Linked DNA regions of Sus scrofa: regions 1 and 3 are each linked to region 2. The links are chromatin contacts, called in public HiChIP or PLAC-seq maps. All regions are on one chromosome and are shown on one strand. Each heading gives the region's core, a stretch centred on a gene start, on an enhancer-like site or on the middle of the called end of the contact. The rest is flanking DNA. Distances are from core to core; before and after follow the strand shown.

Region 1 (3,620 bases), core at 651-3,150, 290 kb before region 2:
GCTCAGATGGCAGCCAGCCCCAGGAGATGACAGTTGGGGGGCCATCCTGGGGTGTTTTCCTCTGTCCCAGCAGGTGGGCAGAATGCAGTCGACTTCGTCCAGGCTCTGGGCTGAGAGCTGTCTCCCTCCTGCATTCTTGCTAAGAGAGACTAATGGTTTCCCAGTCCATGGTACCTTCAGCTTGGGCTCTGAATCCCTGCTATGCCATGGGAACTAGGGAAACAAAGCTCTGGCACTCTGAGCTGCTGTGCTCCCGAGTGCCCGGCCTCTGGACAGGGGGTAAAGACGTGGACATAGCTCGTCACCCAAGAGGCAGAAGCAGGAAGTCTTTGAATGGTCAGGTGAAGTGCTGTGGGCTTCAGGCAAAGTTAGGTCCCTTTAACTGGGGATCAGGGAAGCACCAGGAAGATGTGGTGTCTGAATGGGCTTTCAGTGTGGGCAGGCTTAGACGAGGAGATGAAAGGAGGAGGGGACTGTGGGGAAAGGACATTCCCAGGGAGATGAAATGGTGTGAACAAAGGCGTGGGGGTGGGGGACTGACTGAAGAGCTTGTTTGCAGAACAACAAATCCATTTGGCTGGAGCAGAGGGTTCTGGAAGGGACTGGCAGGAGATGAGTCTGTGAGGTAGCCTGGGGCCAGCCTGGGAAGGACTTGGAATGCAGAGCGGTGGCGTTTTGGCCTCGATTCAGTGGATGATGGGCAGCTACTGAAGAGTTTTGAGCAGGAGAGGGATGTGCTGAGGGCTGTCTTTTCAGGGAGATTGATCTGGCAGTGAGTCTGGATGGGTGAGCCCTCGGGCCAGCCTGCTCTCTCCCCATCCCCTCATGCCTGCCAGTGACCCCTAGAATGTCACATTCTGTCCCAGGCCAGTCTCCCCAGGGCTGCCATCTGCTCCTGGATGCAGTGGGAGCTGTCACCCTCTGGCTCCTGGCTGCTCTCTGGTCTGGCTCTCCCCAGGAGCTCTGAGGGGCACCTTGCAGGCGGTAATTGGGTTTCCAAACAGCGCGTGCTCCTTCGTCACAGCCACTCATTCTGACGCAGGCCATGCCATCGAAGCACTCTGTCTCCTGCGGGCCCCCAGCTGGACTGGGCTGCTTGTTCCTGGACTGAGCGTGGCTGCTGCAGGGACCTGATGCTCCCTCTGAGTGCTGTGGGAGAGGAGGCTCAGGGAGCCCTCTCCCCCATCAGTCAGGGCTGCTTCGGCCCCATGCAGGAGGCTTGTGAGCCATGCCTTGGGGGAGGGGACTTTAGTTCTGGGGAGTGCTGCTTAGCACACTTGGGTCCTAGGCCCTCCTCAGCCCAGCAGGAAAAAAAACAGCTCCTAAAGGAGCAGTAGCTCCCGTGACCCACCTGGCTCTCCAGATGAAACGTGGGAAATGAGTATCTTATATTCTGCCACAAGACAGGAGCAAGAGGAGCTTCTTTGGCCTCTCCCCCAGTTCCCACCCCCAAAACCATCCCCACGTCCGCATATCCATGCCTTGGGAGTTGGAGAAGTTAGAGTGGATGATGTGGCGCTCCTGGTGTGCTGCACCCCCTGCCTGACCCCCCACCATCAGCTTCCAGAGAACTGACTCTGCCAGACTGTCAGGCCCCATCCTCCAGCCCCGGGAGGTAGAGGCCACAGCTGCTGTGGATCAGTCAGCCAGGACAGAGGGGGGTCTGGCTGAGGGCTTGCTGCCTGCTGGTCAGAGCCTGAGTCCCCAGCCTAGCACTTCTGGCTTCCTCAGACCACAGAACTGCCCTTGAGGGCCCCCTGCCTTGGACATGGCTTTGAAGGCCAGCCGGGGGGATTTGAGGAGGTGGACAGTGGAGGAGAGAAGGAGGGCTTGGGGAGCCTGAGGCAGGCAAGATGCCAGGCCTTCTGCTGCAGAGCTGCGGGTGCCTGGGATGACTGGGTATGCACTTGCACTCTGTGTCCAGCAGAGGGCAGCCGGACACTGCTTTTTGCCACACACCCACCTCCCACCTCCTACCCTGCCAAGACCTCCAGGTTCCTGGCTTGCCTCTTTTTTTTTTTTTTTTCCTTTATTTTTCGGCTGCACCTGCAGTATTTGGAAGTTCCCAGGCTAGGGGTCAAATCTGAGCCTACACCACAGCCACAGCAATGAGGGATCCAAGCCACATCTGTGACCTACCCCACAGCTCATAACAGCACCAGATCTTTAACCCACCGAGCGAGGCCAGGGATCGGACCTGCATCCTCATGGATACTAGTCAAATCCATAACCCTCTGAGCCACAGCAGGAACTCCCTGCCCTGCCTCTTTAACATATTCTGTCTCCTGGTGAGCAAGGCCTGGGTTGAGCCCGAATTCTCTTTACCCCCAAGTACCCTTGCCCTGAGATCTCTCAAAGGTGGGCTGGGGTGGCCATAGAAAGTGAAGGAGAACGAGTGGGAACTCCCTGCTTGCCATGTGACCCCACCTCCAAGCCATATTCCCCTGCCTTCCCAGGGATGGTGACCACTATGATGCCCTGAGGGACTGCCTGAAGGCCATCTCCCTAAATCCATGCCACCTGAAGGCACACTTCCGCCTGGCCCGATGCCTCTTTGAGCTCAAGTACGTGGCTGAGGCCCTGGAGTGCCTGGATGATTTCAAAGGGAAGTTCCCGGAGCAGGCCCATAGCAGCGCTTGTGATGCACTGGGACGCGACATCACGGCCGCCCTCTTCTCCAAAAATGATGGTGGTGAGTGGGCACTGAGGAGGGGTTGCTGTCACTCTTTCTGTTTGACGTGCTGCGTGACATTCTGGAGAGAATATAGTTCTTGGGTTGGAGCACCTTGGGCTCAGATACTGGTTGAGAAGCCGTGTGACCTCGAGACAGCCACTTGGTCTCTTTGAAATGAGGATTAGCAGTAGCACATTTAAGGCACCTGATGTAGTTCCCCCAGGACTCAGGATAGGAGTCGGCTGAGCCCAGTGTGCCTCGAAGGTCATTCTCTCCTGCTCGCTGACAGGGCCTTGGCCCCTCCACTGGGGTCTGGGCCGGAGCCGGGGGGGCGGGGGGGTGGTTTGGCTGGTGTGCTGGCTCCAGTTTACAGGGGCGCAGAAGAGACAGCAACACAGGGCAGTAGAACTGCCTCAGGCACAGGTGTGGAGCCTCAGTTCCAGTCTCAGCTCTGCCATGTGTAACCTTGTGACCTTGAGCAAAGCACAGACTCTGCTACTGCCTTATCTGCACCGAGAGCGTTTAAGGCCCTGCCCAGCTCACCTGGCTGGCACTGGAGAGTGATAAACTTGAGAGGGGAGCTCAGTGGGGCAGACATGGATCCTCCCTGTCTGCTTTGCAGTTCACTAACCACGGATTGATTCCTTTGTCTGAATAGTGCCAGGTACTGTGCTAGGTCCTGGGAACACATCTGGGAACAAGTCGAATGGAACTTCTGTACTCATGAGTCTATAGCCTAGTGAAGGAACCAAGCAGTGAAGGAAAAACAGAGGATGTCCTGGGGACCTGATAAGATGTAGATGGGGGAGGCGGGGGGGCAGGAGGGGGGTTGGTGGCTGTCTGGGGTTTTTGAGGAAGAGACGTACAGGCTGAGATCTTGAGCTTGGAGAGGAAGAGTTAGCTTGATATGTAGTAGAGCTGTGGGAGTCAAGAGTTCCTGCCTCCT
Region 2 (3,345 bases), core at 797-3,296:
TCGCGTAGCCTGGCCTCGCCTCCTGCTCTAGGTCTTCACACTTTAGATCCGCCCCCACTCAGGACCCTGCCAGGGGCCTCAGCCCCTCACAGATCTCCCCCAGGCCTCATTCTCACGGACACTTATTCCGTCTACAACTTCTCTTCCTCCATCCCCGCCTCCCACCAGACACGCCCCGCTCAGACTCCGCCCCCGATCCTTTCTCCTCACAGTTCCCGCTTTTGCTCGCCCACGCCCCACCCATCAGCTGACCACCCCACGAGACTCCGTCCCCAGGCGCAGAACCCCGCCTCGTCTAACTCACGGCACTCCCGTGGCGTCACTCATTCCAGCCCCTCACTCGGACTCAGTCCACAGTCCTCCCTCCAGAGACACCCACCTTAACTTCGCGCTAAATCCCGCCCTCCTGGACTCCGCCTCCTGCCCCTGCCCCTCACCGTGGCACATAAACTCCGTCACGATGTAGATGGGCTCCTCCGACACCACGGCGTACAGCTGCACCAGCTTGTCGTGCCGCAGCAGCTTCATGATCTGCGCCTCCGCCAGGAAGGCCTTCGGGGACATGGTGCCCGGTTTCAGCGTCTTCACTGCCACCTTTGTGCTGCCGTTCCACATGCCTGTCGAGCGGCCGTGGCTTGTCAGGACCGACTCCCCGCCGCCCCAAGCCTTCGTCCCAGCCTCGGGCCCCAGCTCCCACCCCCGGGGACCTCGGTACCCAGCCACACATCCCCGAAGCAGCCAGTGCCCAGCCGGCGCTCGAGAGCGATGGAGCTGCGGCTGATCTCCCAGGCGTCCTTGGCCAGGCCCAGCGTCTGCGGCTTCATGGTGGTGCAGGCTGCCGTGAGCAGGTGGCACAGCCCATCGTTCACTTCTGGGGGAGTAGAGGGTTGGGGGGGGTTGGAGGCCAAAGGCAGGCCAGGATGCCCAACACATTCTTCATCCTGCCCGAGACCCCAGGATCAGTTATGAGGAACTAGGCCAAGCTGGGAGTTTTCTTGTGCTGCAGCAGGTTAAGGATTCCTTGTTGTTCCTGCTATGGTGCAGGTTACTGCTGTGGTGCTGGTTGCTGCTGTGGTGTGGGTTCGATCCCTGGCCCTGGAACTTCCACATGCAATGAGCCGGGCCATACAAACAAACAAACCAGGAGCTACGCCACAGCTGAGGTCACAGGCCAGAGCATAAGGCAACCAGCCCACTGAATAGGGAAGAAGGTGGCACCGAGAGGGAGAGATGATTCCTCGAAGGACTGGGGGTCTTCCCATCAGAGGTGGTCTCCAGCTGGGCCTCCAAGGATAAGGTAGGATTCTGACAGGTGGAAATGGACTTGGGAATTCCTGACAAAGATGTAAACACAAGCCCTCACCCTTCCACAGACCTATCCTTGGCTTAACCAACCAGGGCAGAAACCTGGGTATCAGTGTTAACTTTCCCTCCTCCACCCCACAGCCCCTCCTCCAAGTCAGGTCCATTCAGTCTCCTGCCCAGTTTAGACATTAGGGGGCGCCATTTGGCCAGGGATCACTTCCTGCCTCAGTTTCCTCTGGAAACCTACAGAGCAGGATCCTGGGCTGGGAGCCCACACACTTGCGTTCTAGTTCTGGCCCAGCCACTGCTTTGGGAGACCTTTCCCTTCTCTGGGCCTCAGTCTTAACGGGCTAGTTCAGGAATCCGAAGTGCACGCCCCCCCCGGGGGGGGCGGCCCTCACCTAGGTAGTGCTGCACCAGCTCCTGCACCGAATCAAACTGGGCCCTCGTGGTGATGTAGTAGCCGCCAGTGTCCAGTTTGCGGATCTTGTAATGCTTCACGTGATCGCCTCTGGCCTGGTCCCAATCCCGGATGGACAGGGAGTAGGCGCCTGTGGGCAAGGGTGACCTTTGGGCCCGTTTTCCTCCTCACCCCCAGTCTGGAAGCCCAGGGGGGCCCGAAAGGCTGGGGCCCCTAAAAGTGGATGGCCATATCCTTTGAAACCAGTCCTAGTCTTAGCTCTGGCCTCCAACCCGTCCCAGTCTTGGTCCAGACCCAAGCTTCCCGCCACTGCTCCTGGCCCTGCCCTAATGGCCCGGCTTCCGGTTGGGCGGGCAATGGCACAGCTCCCACCTTTAGTGGTTTCGCTCTCCCGAATGAGAAAGGCCCCCCGGGGGTTGCCCGGGGAGAGCAGCTGCCTCTCCGCGTCCTTCCTCCCGATCTTTCCAAAGTACCACCTGTTGGGAAGGGTGGGCAGAAGTCAGGTATATCCCCTTGAACCCCAGACTCAGCCTCCCGGGAAAAGTCATCTCACCCACCAAGATTGGAGCTCCTCACCTTGAAACAGGGACCACATGCCTGCTTGGCAGCCTGGTCAGGAGGATCCCAGAGAGGGGGAATGTAGAAAGCCTGGGACATAGTAGTTTGCCCAATAAACGTTAGGCTTCTCTTTTCCACTCTCTGGGTTTCTCTTGAACTACAACTGCTAGAATCCCAGTTTTCAGTGATCAGCTTACTGTGGCTCCTTCCACAGGCTCATTTTATAGATGAGGAACTTGAGGCTCAGAGAGGGGAAGCGACCTGCCCACAAGGCTGGCCTGAGAGGTTCTACCTGAAAACCTTTGCCACCACCCTACTTCTCTTTCCACCACTCCAGGCAATCACACAGGTTCCTCTCCCTGCACCCACCTCAAACCCTTTCCTCATTTGGTTTCTGGAACGACACCCTTTCCTGATTCTCTGTCCCTCTTTTGACTATTCCTGTCCAGCTCTGACTGCTGCTTTTCCTTCATGCTCTTCAATTTGGATATTGTTCTAAGTCTCAGCTTTGGTGTTCCCGTCGTGGCTCAGTGCCTTTTTTTTTTTTTTTTTTTGGTCTTTTTGCCTTTTCTAGGGCCGCACTCGCGGCATACGGAGGTTCCCAGGCTAGGGGTCGAATCAGAACTGTAGCCGCCGGGCTACACCACAGCCACAGCAATGCCGGATCCTTAACCCACTGAGCGAGGCCAGGGATCGAATCTGCAACCTCATGGTTCCTAGTCGGATCCGTTAACCGCTGTGCCACAACGGGAACTCCCATGGCTCAGTAGTTAATAAATCCGACTAGGAACCATGAGGCTGCAGGTTCGATCCCTGGCCTTGCTCAGTGGGTTGAGGATCCAGTGTTGCCGTGAGCTGTGGTGTAGATCACAGACACAGCTTGGATCTTGGCAGCTACAGCTCTGATTGGAACCCTAGCCTGGGAGTCTTCATATGCCGTGGGTGCGGCCCTAGAAAAGACAAAAAGACAAAAAATTAAAAAATTAAAACTAAGTCTCAACTTCAACCTCAGACCTCGAGCATTCCTGCTGCCTCTTGGATGTTCTTCCTGGGGCCGAATG
Region 3 (3,863 bases), core at 851-3,350, 480 kb before region 2:
AAGGACAGGGACACGTTTTCAGTTTTTTAAAAATCTTGTATTCATTCATTGATCTATGAGTTCATTCGCAGAGGTTTACTGAGCACCTATTCTGTGTTCTGAGATCAATTTTTAGCTCTGGAAAGGAAGCGTCTGTGTTGTGAAGGGGATTAACAGGGACTGAGATGGAGAATTACAGGACATCCCAGTGCCCAGTGTAGAGTCTGGCACAGAGACAGCACCAAAAACATATTAAAAAATGTGTTTTTGGTTTTTTTTTGTTTTTTTTTGGCTGCACCTTGGCAAATGGGGTTCCCAGGCTAGGGATCAGATCCGAGCCACAATCTTGACCTAAGCTGCAGCTGTGGCGGTGCTGACCCTTGACCTACTGTGCTGGGCTGAGGATCAAACCTTCATCCCAGCAGTCCCGTGACACTGCCAATCCCATTGCGCCACAGCAGGACCCCCCCCCAATTTTTTGTTTGTTTTTAGATTAGGAGTTCCTGCTGTAGCGCAGTGGGTTAAGAATCCAACCTCAGTGGTTTGGGAACCGCAGAGGCATAGGTTCAATCCCTGGCCGGCACAGTAGGTTAAAGGACCCTGCCTTGCTGCAGCTGTGGCTTGGATCCAATCTCTGGTCCAGGAATTCCATATACCGTGGGGCGGCCAAAAAAAAAAAAAAAAGGAAATTTATTTACTCATTCTTCCCCCCGCCCCTGTGGCATATGGAAGTTCCTGGGCCTGGGATTAAATCCAAGCCGCTACTGCAACATACGCTGTAGCTGCCACAATGAGAGATCCTTAACCTGCTGCTCCAGGCTGGGGATCCAACCAGCAATGCCACAGAGAAGAGCCAGATCATTAACCCAGGGTGCCACAGCAGAAACTCTCATTCATTCATTCATATATTTAATTTTATTGATGTATAGTTGAACCAAAAATATTTGAATTAAAGCTAAAAGGCTGGAGTTCCTGTTGTGGCTCAGTGGTAGTAAACCTGACTAGTATCCAGGAGGATGCGGGTTCGATCCCTGGCTTTGCTCAGTGGGTTAAGGATCCAGCGTTGTCATGAGCTGTGGTGTATGTCGCAGATCTGGCAGATCTGGCATTACTGCGGCTGCGGTGTAGGGCGGCAGTTACAGCTCCGATTTGACCCCTAGCCTGAGGACTTCCATATGCCATGGGTGCAGCTCTAAAAAGCAAAAAAAAGAATTGGCATGTTATTCCCATCAGTAGGAAGCTGCTAAGGGCTGTTTTTATACCATGGATATGGTCCTAAAAAAAAAAAAAAAAAAGCTGAAAGGCCCTAAGGCCAACCAGCTGCTAAGAGGCAGGACCGACTGCTTTGCTGCTCTCCTGTACAGAGAGAAGCTCTTCTGGTCCACTTAGTAGCTGCACAGCCTCAGGAAAACTCCTTCACCTCTCTCTGCCTCAGCTTCTGCCTCAGTTTCTTTCTGCATTTTTTTTTTCTTTTTAAGCCAACGCTGGATCCTTAACCCACTGAGTGAGGCCAGGGATCGAACCTGCATCCTCATATATACTAGTCGGATTCTTTTTTTTTTTTTTTTTTTTTTTTTGTCTTTTTGCCTTTTCTAGGGCTGCTCCCACAGCATATGGAGGTTCCCAGGCTAGGAGTCCAATCGGAGCTGTAGCCACTGGCCTAACGCCAGAGCCACAGCAATGCTAGATTGGAGCCGCGTCTGCAACCTACACCACAGCTCATGGCAACGCCGGATCCTTAACCCACTGAGCAAGGCCAGGGATCGAACCCACAACCACATGGTTCCTAGTCGGATTCTTTAACCACTGAGCCACGACGGGAACTCCACTAGTCGGATTCTTAACACGCTGGGCCGCAACAGGAACTCCTGTGACTGATTTGTAAAATGGTATTACGTATTACCTGCCTTTTAAGACTGTTTCAAGAATTAAATGTGGTAAAGACCTGAGAATGCTGAGCACAGAGTCTGGAATACAGTTAGTGCTCAATAAATGCAAAGGAGGCCTGGACATTTGGAGGAGGGCTGGCTTGGCTCCCTCTACTCTTAGACCTCTGGGCTCCCCTCAGCCTGAGTGGGCAGTTTCATGAATGGCCACGAGGTGGTGCCCGAATCCCAGTTATTTGGAAGTCATTCCGCCCACACCCCGCCCCTCCCTCCAACCCCGGAAGAAGCTGTTCAGGGAAGTAGGGACCAGAAAAACAGGTGGGCTCCTATGGCTTGGGATGCATCGGGGCTGGGATCTGAACATGGAGCCTCTTTCAGCCTCTCTCCCTTTTTCTTTTTTCTTTCTTTCCTTTTTTGCTTTTTTGGAGGGCCTCCCCCGTGGCAAATGGAAGTTTCGAGGCTAGGGATCAAATCGGAGTTATAGCTGCTGGCCACCGCCGCGGCCATAGCAACAAGGGATCTGAGCCGCATCTGTGACTTACACCACAGCACACGGCAATGCCGTATCTGTGCGAGGCCAGGGATCCCACATCCTCATGGATACTAGTCAGAGTCGTTTCTGCTGCACCACGACAGAAACTACCCCCTTTAAGTTTTTCTCTTGGGGTTTCCTTTTCGGTGTTCAGGTCCACGGTCCCCCACCCCCTTTTCTCTCAGCTCCCCAGAATTGAAGCCCAAGGCTTCTGCTAAATAGGCTCCACTCCTTGACGACCCATGATGGGTGCCCTGGCCCCGAGACCATTTTCCCTGCCCTGCTTCATTCAGGAACCAGGCCAGGATGTGGGGGTAGAAGGAAGACACTTAACTGAACACTTCCTGTGGGCTTGCAGGGTGGGGAGCCAGAGGAAATGACCCTGTTCCTGTTCGTCGTATTCCGAAGGTGGGGTGAGAATAGAAACTAGAAGAGGCAAAGGGAAAACATGCAGGAGTTACTTAAGATTTCCTTCCCATCTGTGTTTTCAGCACATAGGAAATATTATCCTCATTGTACAGATGTGGAAACTGAGGCCGAGAAGTGTTAGGTAACGTGCATGAATTGCCCTCCCAGGATCCAAAGCTCCCTCACCAGCAGTGGAGTGTGGTCCACATTAAGAACATTCATAAATTGGAGGAGTTCCTGTCGTGGCGCCGTTAAAAATAGCTAATGTAGGAGTTCTCATCCTGGCTCAGTGACTAACAAATCCGACTAGGAACCCTAAGGTTGTGGGTTCGATCCCTGGCCTGGATCAGTGGGTTAAGGATCTGACGTTGCTGTGAAGTGCGGTGTAGGTAGAAGATGTGGCTGGGATGTGGTGTGGCTGTGGCTATGGCGTAGGCCGGTGGCTACAGCTTCAATTAGACCCCTAGCCTGGGAACCTCCATATGCCGCAGGTGCAGCCCTAGAAAAGACAAAAGAAAAAAAAAAAAGAATATTCATAAATTGGAGTTTCTGTTGTGGCTCAGTGGTTAACAAACCCGACTAATATCCATGAGGATGCAGGTTTGATCGCTGGCCTTGCACGGTGGGTTAAGGATCTAGTGTTGCTGTGAGCTGCGGTGTATGCCACAGACGCAGCTCGGGGTCCTGTGTTGCTGTGGCGGTGGTGTAGGCCAGAGGCTGTAGCTCCAATTAGACCCCTAGCCTGGGAACTTCCATATACCGTGGGTATGGCCCTAAAAAGACGAAGGCCAAAAAAAAAAAAAAAAAAAAAAAAAAAGAGTGTTCATAAATTCCTCCAACAGCATCTGCCACGATCTGCACATCCAGTGAGAATCAGACCTGGTTCCTGCCCTGGGGAGCAGACAATCTGGAGGGGGAGGCTGGCAGAGAAGCACACAGGGCACTTTGTCCTGAAGTAAGTGTTGGGCACAGTGGGGACCCAGAGGATGCAGTTGCTGGTGTCACCTGAACAGGTTAGGGGCACGAAGGAAAGGAAGGTCTGAGAGACTTTGTAGATT

What was found. HiChIP or PLAC-seq counts read pairs in DNA pulled down with a chosen protein or histone mark.
Region 1: a contact with region 2 is called in an H3K27ac HiChIP or PLAC-seq map of alveolar macrophages, with 7 times the contacts expected there. The contact joins two enhancer-like sites. A contact is called at or near these places in 1 of 5 promoter capture datasets (fetal liver), 20 of 47 Hi-C or Micro-C datasets (alveolar macrophages, blood, embryonic fibroblasts and 14 more) and 2 of 2 datasets of contacts at active chromatin or transcription factors (alveolar macrophages and skeletal muscle).
Region 3: a contact with region 2 is called in an H3K27ac HiChIP or PLAC-seq map of alveolar macrophages. The contact joins two enhancer-like sites. A contact is called at or near these places in 3 of 47 Hi-C or Micro-C datasets (embryonic fibroblasts, fetal heart ventricle and mesenteric adipose tissue) and 1 of 2 datasets of contacts at active chromatin or transcription factors (alveolar macrophages).

What each region holds. Positions count from the first base shown.
Region 1 is chr6:84,527,476-84,531,095 of Sscrofa11.1, forward strand. It overlaps WDTC1 (WD and tetratricopeptide repeats 1), which reads left to right. Exons shown (of 15, transcript NM_001135964.1): 12 at 2,457-2,692. Among named protein-coding and RNA genes, the nearest start is that of TMEM222, 18 kb to the right of the region's middle. Within about 2 kb of position 1,901, at least 15 of the 83 cell types and tissues checked have an H3K27ac peak or open chromatin away from gene starts, as enhancers often do. A contact at or near this core is called in alveolar macrophages, where this site is marked.
Region 2 is chr6:84,813,500-84,816,844 of Sscrofa11.1, forward strand. It overlaps FGR (tyrosine-protein kinase Fgr), which reads right to left. Exons shown (of 13, transcript XM_021095651.1): 6 at 2,099-2,202; 7 at 1,707-1,856; 8 at 716-871; 9 at 438-617. Among named protein-coding and RNA genes, the nearest start is that of FGR, 15 kb to the right of the region's middle. Within about 2 kb of position 2,047, at least 4 of the 83 cell types and tissues checked have an H3K27ac peak or open chromatin away from gene starts, as enhancers often do. A contact at or near this core is called in alveolar macrophages, where this site is marked.
Region 3 is chr6:84,334,306-84,338,168 of Sscrofa11.1, forward strand. The region is part of intron 1 of LOC106507624 (a long non-coding RNA gene); the gene reads right to left. Among named protein-coding and RNA genes, the nearest start is that of FAM46B, 25 kb to the left of the region's middle. Within about 2 kb of position 2,101, at least 27 of the 83 cell types and tissues checked have an H3K27ac peak or open chromatin away from gene starts, as enhancers often do. A contact at or near this core is called in alveolar macrophages, where this site is marked.